Linked DNA regions of Cricetulus griseus: region 2 is linked to region 1. A link is a contact called in public Hi-C data. All regions are on one chromosome and are shown on one strand. Each heading gives the region's core, a stretch centred on a gene start, on an enhancer-like site or on the middle of the called end of the contact. The rest is flanking DNA. Distances are from core to core; before and after follow the strand shown. Region 1 overlaps Ltbp1 (latent-transforming growth factor beta-binding protein 1). Region 2 holds the start of Ltbp1 (latent-transforming growth factor beta-binding protein 1).

Region 1 (4,967 bases), core at 59-2,558:
TATGTATGCCTTCTAATAAAATCACATATTTGTCATACTCTGTCAAAATCTAGCACTGGTGTTGATGGCCCCAGAATCAGTGAGTGATTTACTGAATCCTTCCTTGTGTGTACCAGGTTCTGTTTTAGATCATAGATGTAGTATGTGCAGTGTAACTGAATGTTAGCTTTAAAAACTAATTGCTTCTAGGAAGCAAGGAGGTCCCCAGGAGAAGGGGAAAGGGACAAGATCTCCTGAGCAAATTGGGAGCATGGGGGGAGGGGAAAGGGAGCTAGGAGAATGAGAAGGGGAGAAGAGGAGGGGTGAGGAGGACATGAGGGAGCAGGAAGGTTGAGTTGGGGGAAGAATAGAGGAGAGCAAGATAAGAGATACCAAAATAAAGGGAGACATTATGGGTTTAAAGAGAAATCAGGAACTAGGGAAATGTCTGGAGAGCTACAAAGATGACACCAACTAACAATCTAAGCAACAGAGGAGAGGCTACCTTAAATGCCCTCTCCTGATAATGAGATTGGCTAATTCATATGCTATCATATAGCCTTCATCCAGCAGGTGGTGGAAGAAGTAGACACCCACAGCTAAACACTGAACTGAACTGGAATCCAGTTGCAGAGAAGAAGGAGTAAAGAACAAAGGGGTCCATACCAGGCTGGTGAAACCCACAGAAACAGCTGACCTGAGCAAGAGGGAGCTCTTGGTCCCCAGACTGATCACTGGGAAACCAGCATGGAACTGATCCAGACCCCATGAACGTGGGTGTCAGTGAGGAGACCTCAGAAATCTGTGGGGCCTCTTGTAGTAGATCAGTACTTATCCCTAGCATATGAATGGGCTTTGGGAGCCCATTCCACATAGAGGGATACTCTCTGAGCCTAGACACACAGGGAGAGGGCCCAGGCCCTATCCCAAGGATATGACAGACCCTCTATGGAAGGCCTCACTCTCCCTGGGGAGCAGAAAGGGTTATGGGATAGGTAGGGTGTTAGTTGGGGGTGGGCAGGGGAGGAGAGGAGGGAGAGGGAACTGGGATTGACATGTAAAACAAACAATCTTGTTTCTAATTCAAATAAAAAAAATGGAGAAAAACAAAACAAAATAAAAACAAAAAACTAATTGCTTCTAGATGCCTTAGTGTGGCCAACAAGGCCAGTTAGGTGAGAGAATGGAAGAGATTCTGCTGCTCAGGAACACTGTAGCATTGGTGTAGGAATTAGTTGCCACTGAAGGGCTCCTGCAAAGGGACTCTGAGACTGTGCTGCTCTTATCCTGGAAGAAAGGCTTCTGAAAGCTGTGGCTGCCACTGGGCTGGCTTCTTTTTGTATGGAGACACTGCCTCTAGTGTTGAGGAAAGTAATACCTTCTAGAAAATAGTACAAGATTATGGTGTTATCTTGAAAGTGAGTTGGTTCTTGATGTCTGCTGTATAGTAGATCCCAGATGAATAAAATACTGCACATAGCTTTGGCTTTATTCTGCATATAGGCAAGTTAAGTCTTTAATGGTGTACCTCAGAGGCCCCAGGATGTGCAATAAGCTTGCTTTCTACAAGTCTAGGGGCTGCTGGCCTGATCTTGGTCCAGAGCTCTGAGGGGCATAGAATGCATGTGGTGTGTATAATAGCTGTCCTTGATGGCTCTAAGGCATGTTTCCCCCTCAGGCGCCATTTTTTTTCCTTTATTCTTCTGGATTGTTTTTGAGGTCCTGACCACATGAAATTACACATGGACAGAGTTAGAAGACAGGCAATATTTGATAGTTGGTTGCTTTTTTTTTAAGGCTAAAATTCATTTATTTCTCAGATTATCTTAGAATCAATGAAAATGGAAGTGACTACTGGATCCATCAAGGACCCCTGAAAATGCTAGTGGGTGTTAGTATAGTTAAGATAGCTGAACTTTAAATGTCTAAATGAATACTTAGAACGATGGTGGAATTATTGAGAGTTTTTTTGGTTTGCTTTTTTGTTTGTTTTTTGGGTTTTTTTGGTCAGCTGGGCTGCTACTGAGGGTTTTGTTATGGGAATGCATATAAACTATTTATAAACTTGCTTAATGCAGTTATGCTTTAATGTTTGGAGTTTAAAGTCTGCGCGGATCCAAAACTGGATTTAGTATTCCATATCATGTTAAGATGATGACAGGCCACGGGAGCATGGGACAAGGCTGGCACGCTTTCAAAGACATTCCACCTCGGTCTGGGTACCATAATAAACAGAAATGCAGTTTCTCCAATCTGTTATACATACAATGTGTGGAACAGTTTGGAAGTGGTGTTTTTTTTTTTTTTTAATTCCTTTTATTTTCTTTCTTTCCTCCTCCTTTCTCTTCTTCCTCCTCTTTTTTTTCCTTTTTCTTTTTGAGGCACTCTTGTTCTAGCTGATTATGTATAGGACTGGAAATAGTATCTGGTAAAAAGAGATGTTAGCTTTGACATTTTCTTTTATGAACATCAGTGGCAGTCGGCTTGTGAAGGGCCTTGCATTAGGAAACGAGGGTGTAATTTGCACATGTACGATTTTGCTATCGGGCAGCAGGTGGCAAGCTTTGCTTTCCAGTGTTCCTTGGTCTTATTTTTTTATACCACGGATGCCAAGATCTGAAGAGGGTGGTTTGAGTCCACTGGAACATGTCATTTCTTGGCAGTGCAACCTTGAACCTCCTCTTTACTCACTGTGGGTAATTGCCTTTCTTTGGATACCGTGGCCAACTTTCAGTTCCCCTTGGTGCAGATGGGTAGGAGGATTTAATTCATATGAGCAATGCTTTATCCTCTTGTGATTTTAGCAACATGTTCCTAATAGAGAAAATAGATTAGAAACAAATGAGTTTAAGGCAGGCCCCATGTGATTTATATGGATTTGGTTGTGTCATTTTCATTTAATAATGAGAGAGAGAGAGAGAGAGAGAGAGAGAGAGAGAGAGAGAGAGTTGTTTTTGCTTTGATTAAAAAAAAAAACCACTTCTAACTAGCTAAGTACCTTGCTGTGGATGTGAGAGGTAAGGGGATCTCAACTGTGTTCTAGGAAAGTATTTGAAAATCAGGAAGAAAAATACACTCCAAGATCAGGATGGCAAATAGGTCCTCTTATGCTATACCGTGTGTTTATTTCAGATTTGAAAGCAAGGATCTGAGGACCTTGTACATATGCTCCTTGCACACGTTCCTTGCATAGTTACTTTGCCATGGAGCTACTCCCCACGCCCTAGAATTTGAATTTTAAATCTAGAAAGGACTTTATGCTTGGAGAGGAGAATCATGAAGAGGCAGGTACCAAATCCTTCTCTGGCCCATTTGTGTATGCTTTTCTATATTAAAAGTCACGTTTCAGATTATGTTATGTGTTATTAAGAATAGAAAATAATGAACAAAGTCCCTGATCACTGTAAGTGCTTATGAGTCCCTCAGCCTGTCACCATCAGCCCTGTCTTTCCTAGGCCATTTGTTAGAGTTTAGTTCACACGGAGTATACTTTGCATTAATTTGTTTTGTATATGTTCTTGGCTTTCTTTTTCCTGTGTGGGCTCTGCATTTTAATTTTTTTGTTCAAACATATATTATCTATAAGCAGATACACAGTGTATAAGGCTTGTAAGAAACACCAAGCATGTGTTTGCTTCCTAAGTGAGACCCCGCAATGCTGGGCATTTCCTTAGAGGTCTGCTATGTGACTCTTCATTATCTCTTTACCCTGTCCTTCCCCGCAAAGTAATTCCTGCCTATCCTTGCCTGCCTCACAGATACCTAGGCATTTTAGGACATGGCTCTGCAGTATTTTGCAAGCCAGCTTTTGGATGTAAGGTATTCCTCTTGCAGCTGGCATTCAGGCTCCCAGATTTTCTCCTGCTGTTGTATTGAGTAAGAGAGAGCTATTATTAATTCTTATGAAAGATGTCTGGGTTGTTTTCAGTGTCTGACCACTTACTGCATGGTTATGGAGAACGGCTTTGCATCAATCTTATATTACACACTGTTTTCTTTTTTTTTTTTTCAAAAAGTTTTTATAAATTGAAATAGGGATCAAAATGTTTCCCTTATGTTAAGGATTAGTCTTGTTTCATGAAACATGTATTTTAGATGCCCATACTCTCAATGCAATGCCCCTCTTGTAGTGACTTCTTACCAACCGCATTGCAAAGTTCTTTGGCTGTGGTAGCAATGTTAGCCACATCTTCTTCATAAGCAGTAGTTATTTTTTCTTCTCTTGATGCTATAAAAGCTTTTTGGACTCATTTTAATGCATGGGAGGTTGATTTTTGAGTGATGTGACTTCTGTTTCTATGGGGGTTACCTGTCGTCTTGGCACCGTTTATTGAATGGTGATTCCTTCCCCAGTCTGTGTGGCTTTTGCTATCATTGTGCTTATGTTTCATGCATGTTCGGGGATCTTTCTGGGTCCTGTACTCTGATGTGCTGGTATTTCCTCTAACTTTGGGCCACACTAGGCCAGTCTATTCCACAACTATGTATGTAGCCAGTCATGGTAGGAAAGTCCTTGCTTTGGATCCCTCTTCGTCAGCATTTCTTTATAACTGTGCAATCAGCTTGTCAGGTTTTTATTTTGGAAGAAGGCCTACTTGTAATTTTGATTGGGATTGCATTGGATCAATTCCTACCCCCTACACACAGATATACATAATTTGATATTGACTCCTTCTGTTAATACATGCACTCTATCTCTGCATTTATTTATGTTTTCTTTAGTATATTTCAGTACATTTAATGATTTCTTCATCATGGTCTTTATATATCCATTGTGAGAGCTATTTGCCAGCATTTCCTGGCTGCAGTCCAAAACAGTGTCTTTCCTGAAATGTCATTTTCCAACATTCTTTCCTTGGGAAATGAGATCCTATCTTTCCTTAGGTTGAGGTTCTAGTGGACTCACTATCGCCAGTGTATGGTGCATTCTGGGTTTTCTGTGGAGAATTAAGCCATGTGCACAGCTGTCGTTTTACTTTAATTAATTA
Region 2 (4,832 bases), core at 255-2,754, 75 kb before region 1:
AATCCAGGTCCTCTGAAAGAGCAGCCAGTGCTCTTAACCACTGACCAGTCCTTTTTTAATATATATAGTTATTATCATGGATTTTTGATTTCAGGCATGTAGTAACAGCATGCATTGTGTTGATAACATTGTTTTAATTCAGATGTTAGCAGTAAAGATGTCATTTTCTGTTTTTTTCCAAAACTCTCTTTCACCCCCCAACCACACACACACACACACACACACACACACACACACACACACAAACACACACAGAGACACACATATACACACACACACACAGAGACACATATACACACGCATCTACAGACACACACTGACACACAGACACACACAGACACACACAGACACACACACAGACACACACACAGACACACACACAGACACACAGACAGACAGACAGACACACACACACACACACACAGACACACACACACACACACACACACACACACACACACACACACACACACACACACACACACACACACACACACACACACACACACACACACACACACACACACACACACACACACACACACACACACACACACACACACACACACACACACACACACACACACACACACACACTAAATGTTCCACTCTACAAGGACCAGGTCAGCCTCTGCCGTTTTCTTCGTCTACACGGGCGCCCCCTGCTGCCCTCCCTGTTTTCTCGATCTTCCAATGCCAGAATCAGGGTACCACCAAGCCACCCGGAATCATCCTAAAGAGAACCATCCTTCGGTCTAAAAACTCTAATCACTTTCCAATGGACAGCTCAGCCTACCTCGGATAGTCTTTAAGGGGGTCCGACCTAGTATTTTAATCCAACTCCTGCCGACAGTATCCGAGCAAACTCGGGTAAGAAAGTGCATGAGCTTCCAGCCCGCATCTATAGGCTGCTAGGAAAGGGCTATTCAGCTTCCTTGCCGAGCTCTTTGTCTTCTCCTGGGATTGGAGACCGAGGACTCGGGAAGCAGGGACCTCAGTCCACCCGACCCATAGCCCCAATCTCTGGATGCGGAGGGTGGTGGCTAGTTCTCCGGCTCATCTCAAGCTTTCCCCAATTAGGATTTGCTGCCTGACGTCACGTCTGCCGCAGATTGGCTGTTCAGATCTGACACACGGCTCCACCAGGGAGAAGAAACTTTTAAAAGACTTTGCAGCCGGGGCTGCCTCCGAGCGTCCAGCGCTCACGATCGTCCTCTTCCCACTTCGCGGGTCGGCGCCTGTGGCACCCCGGCCGCACCCCGCGACACCCCTGCTGAGCCAGGGGACCCTCACCTTGCGCAGCCCGCCCCCTCCCCAACTCCCCACCCTATTCCCGCCCCCTGCTCGCCACCGCTGCCGGCTGGGGTCCGCTGCCGCTCAGCCGCCCGCAAAGCTCCCTCCACTGCGGCCACCCAATCGACCTCCACCCCGCTGCGTCCGGGCTCTCCGCGGAGTCCTCGGGGATACGGAGCGAGCGCGCCGGGGCAGGGCGAGCCGCGCGGCCGGAGACTGCCCGCGATGGCGGGAGCCTGGCTCAGGTGGGGACTCCTGCTCTGGGCAGGGCTGCTAGCGTGGTCTGCGCACGGCCGGGTGCGGAGGATCACGTACGTGGTGCGCCCGGGCCCGGGGCTGGCGGCCGGAGCCCTGCCTCTGTCTGGGCCCCCACGGACCTTCAACGTCGCCCTGGACGCCAGGTACAGCCGCAGCTCATCGTTAACCTCCAGCCGCTCCTTGGCCGGGCCCCCAGCCGAGCGGACCCGGCGCACCAGCCAGCCTGGCGGCGCGGCCCTGCCTGGGCTGCGATCACCGCTGCCACCCGAGCCCGCGCGTCCGGGGGCGCCGGGCCGGCAGTTCCACTCCAAGGCCGGTGCTCAGCCGGCGGTCACCCGCTTCGCCAAACATGGCAGGCAAACCGTGCGCTCCAAAGTGCCGCAGGACACCCAGAGCGCCGGGGGCTCCAGGCTGCAGGTTCAGCAGAAGCAGCAGTTGCAGGGGTAAGCCCACGCTCTGCCCCGCTCGCGCGCGGGGACCCGCCGGGACTCGGGGACTGTCTCCTCCCCACCGGGGGCGCTGCGGGAAGGGGCGAGAGCGGGGGAAGCCCGCTCACTTTTCCTGGCGTTTAACTCCGAGTGCATTGTTTCGGAGCTGCGGGGGAAACACAAAAGGCATTTATTTCTTCCCCGGGGCGTAACCTCCTGTGCGCAAACCCTTCTGCTGCTAGACTATGGGCGTAAACATGAAGTCACTAGAGCTTAATCCCAAGGCATCAATTAAACTTCTTACAACTGGGTTTTTATTTTGGTTTACCCAAAGAAAAGGGGATTGTGAGTAAAAGTTGGCTTTAAAGACCCAGCTCTCCTTGGGCATCCAGGAAATTGTAGACTTGGGTTTCCTGGCACCTGTGGGGTCGGCGGTCCTACGGTGGTAGGAGTTGGGGTTAGTGACACTCTTGGCACGAACAGCAGTGGGGCTTGGAAAGTTTTGTGATTCGGTATCCCCACTGCACTGCCTTCTCCCCATCAATCACAAGTTGGGGTGGGGGAGACTTAATTTGGACGTTTGACTTTTCTCCTCCTGCAGGGCTGGATTCCCTGAGGGTGATCTCACTTTTCTTCCTTTTTTTTTTTTTTTTTTTTCGGGGTGTGTGTGCTTCCCTCTGAAGCCAAGTGGACCCAGAGAATATGCAAACTACGTTTGACTCTTAATTTGGGGGTTAAGACAACCATTAGTTTGGATTTTTATTCATCCTTGGTATGAAGTGAGCTTTGGCTCCTTCATCCTTCGCAGGTGAATGGTTCCTTACCCTTCCATTTGGGCAGCTTTGGGTTGGGCATCCCGAGTACTGTTCCAGCTCTGTAATCCAGAGGAATGTGGAAGCAAGGATTGGCTTTCCAGGAACACTCTGATAGCTTGAGTTCTTGGGAAGGGAGCATCGCTGGACTCAGGGGTCTCGTTTTGTTTCAGAATCAATGTCTGTGGAGGGCAGTGCTGCCTTGGCTGGAGTAAGGCTCCTGGCTCTCAGAGGTGCACCAAACGTAAGTGATTGTACTCACAGCGGCCTCGCACAATGGGCCAGGTGGGGTGGGGTGGGGGTGGGGGTTTCTACAGGGGCCTCTTGAAGAGGCAGGCGCTGCCCTGGGAAGTTGAAATCTGGAATACAGTCCACCTGCAGCCTGTATAACCATCAAGGAAGGACTGGGTTAAGCGGGCCCACTAGCATTATGTTATCCAAGATTCCTCGGCTCTCACCCAGGAGCTCATCACTGTCTCATCTGAGTCAAATGCTAGGGGGGAAAATCCCATTTGAGGTAGTCTGTGTGCCAGACCAATATGATTAATTTAAACATGGCACCAACAAATAAGCATTCTTTAACGTGGTGACAGAAGAGGCATGGAAAGTCGAGTTCCTTTCCTGGAATATGGCAGGGACAGTTGTGGTACTGGGGACTGAGTTTAAGGTTACCCAGGTGCTGAGCAAGCTCTCTACCAATGAGCTATTAATACATTGTGCATCAATATACACAGCCACCCGCCCCCCTTTCTAGAATTACAGACTTAGTCTAAGCAGTCCCAACACTAAAAGTTTATAAAGCTTTCTGGAAAGAGCTACCTGCATCCTCCATCCTTGTGGTTCAGTTCTTTTCCAGAATCTTCCTGCACTTGGTGTTTTCCCAGTTAATATGCATGCTTAATGGTATCATTTTATTAATAATACATATAGATATGAGAAGACTGAAGAATATTTATTATAAACATTGTAAAGTTAAAGATGAAGAATAAAAAATTCTGAGAATAAAAAAAAATTTACTTCCATCCTAGGAAAAGTAAACATTAAAATTTTTATTATTTTTTTTTAAATTGTGTGTATGGGTGTTTTACCTGTATGTATGTCTGTGTACTGTGTATGTGCCTATTATATGTAGAGGCCAGAAGAGGGCGTCAGGTCCCCCAGAACTAGAGTTATAGATATTATGAGCCATCACGTGAGTGCTGGGACCTGCAATCATTCTGGTGGCCTTGTTTGCTGACAGATGCCTTTAGTTCCTGAGGTCAACAGAGGGGCTTTTAAGTGAATGAAAAGGACCCTTCTCTGTGTTTTGGTATTCAGGCTATGATCAAGGAGTAATGGTTGACTTAAAGATCTCTGGTGGGCCAAACTCCAGCTGCTAGTCAGAACTGCTTTGGTTTGTAGGCATTGTAAGTTAAATGTATATGTTTATTTAAACCAGGCTGGCCTTGAACTCACAGAGATCTTGAACTCCCAAGTGCTGGGATTAAAGGTGTGTGTCATCAATACCTAGCTCTGTTTTTCTGTTCTTAAATTCTTAGATTACACTTGATAGGACTGGCAGATGTGGCAGCAACATTATCCTGTGTTGCGATTCCTTCTCCTAGTAACTGCATCTACCGCAGAGCTACTATGAGAGGTTCGGCCTGTAGCATGGTGGGTAACCCTCTGACAGCACTGAAGCAGTGACTATTGCTGTGTGAGGGTTGAACATACGGGGCAGGTGTTGGGGAGATAGCTTACTTGTGAAGTGATTACCATGCAAGCATAAAGGCTGGAGTTTGATCCCTAGATCCTGCCTTTAAAAGGTGAGGCGAAGATCCCTGGAGCTCACTGGCTAGTCAGCCTGGCCTAATTGGTAAGTTCCAGGCCAATAAGAGACCCTGTCTCAAAAAACAAGGTGGAAGGCTTCTGAAGAATGACATTCAAGGTTTACCTGTGGTCTTCACATGCACAGCACACACATGCACATGTACTGGCCCACATGTCCACTCACATAGATACTCACCCACTCACCGAATACACATACAAATCAACAGAGTCT

Evidence for each region. Hi-C and Micro-C count contacts between places; a contact is called where the count stands out from the background.
Region 2: a contact with region 1 is called in a Hi-C map of fibroblasts, with 2.0 times the contacts expected there. The contact joins the promoter of Ltbp1 here to the enhancer-like site in region 1. A contact is called at or near these places in 2 of 8 Hi-C or Micro-C datasets (fibroblasts and liver).

The regions. Positions count from the first base shown.
Region 1 is chr7:8,667,467-8,672,433 of CriGri-PICRH-1.0, reverse strand. All of the region lies in intron 3 of Ltbp1 (latent-transforming growth factor beta-binding protein 1), which reads left to right. Among named protein-coding and RNA genes, the nearest start is that of Ltbp1, 77 kb to the left of the region's middle. Within about 2 kb of position 1,308, at least 3 of the 6 cell types and tissues checked have open chromatin away from gene starts, as enhancers often do.
Region 2 is chr7:8,743,296-8,748,127 of CriGri-PICRH-1.0, reverse strand. It overlaps Ltbp1 (latent-transforming growth factor beta-binding protein 1), which reads left to right and starts at 1,504. Exons shown (of 34, transcript XM_027426077.1): 1 at 1,504-1,994; 2 at 2,965-3,035. The coding sequence starts at 1,519.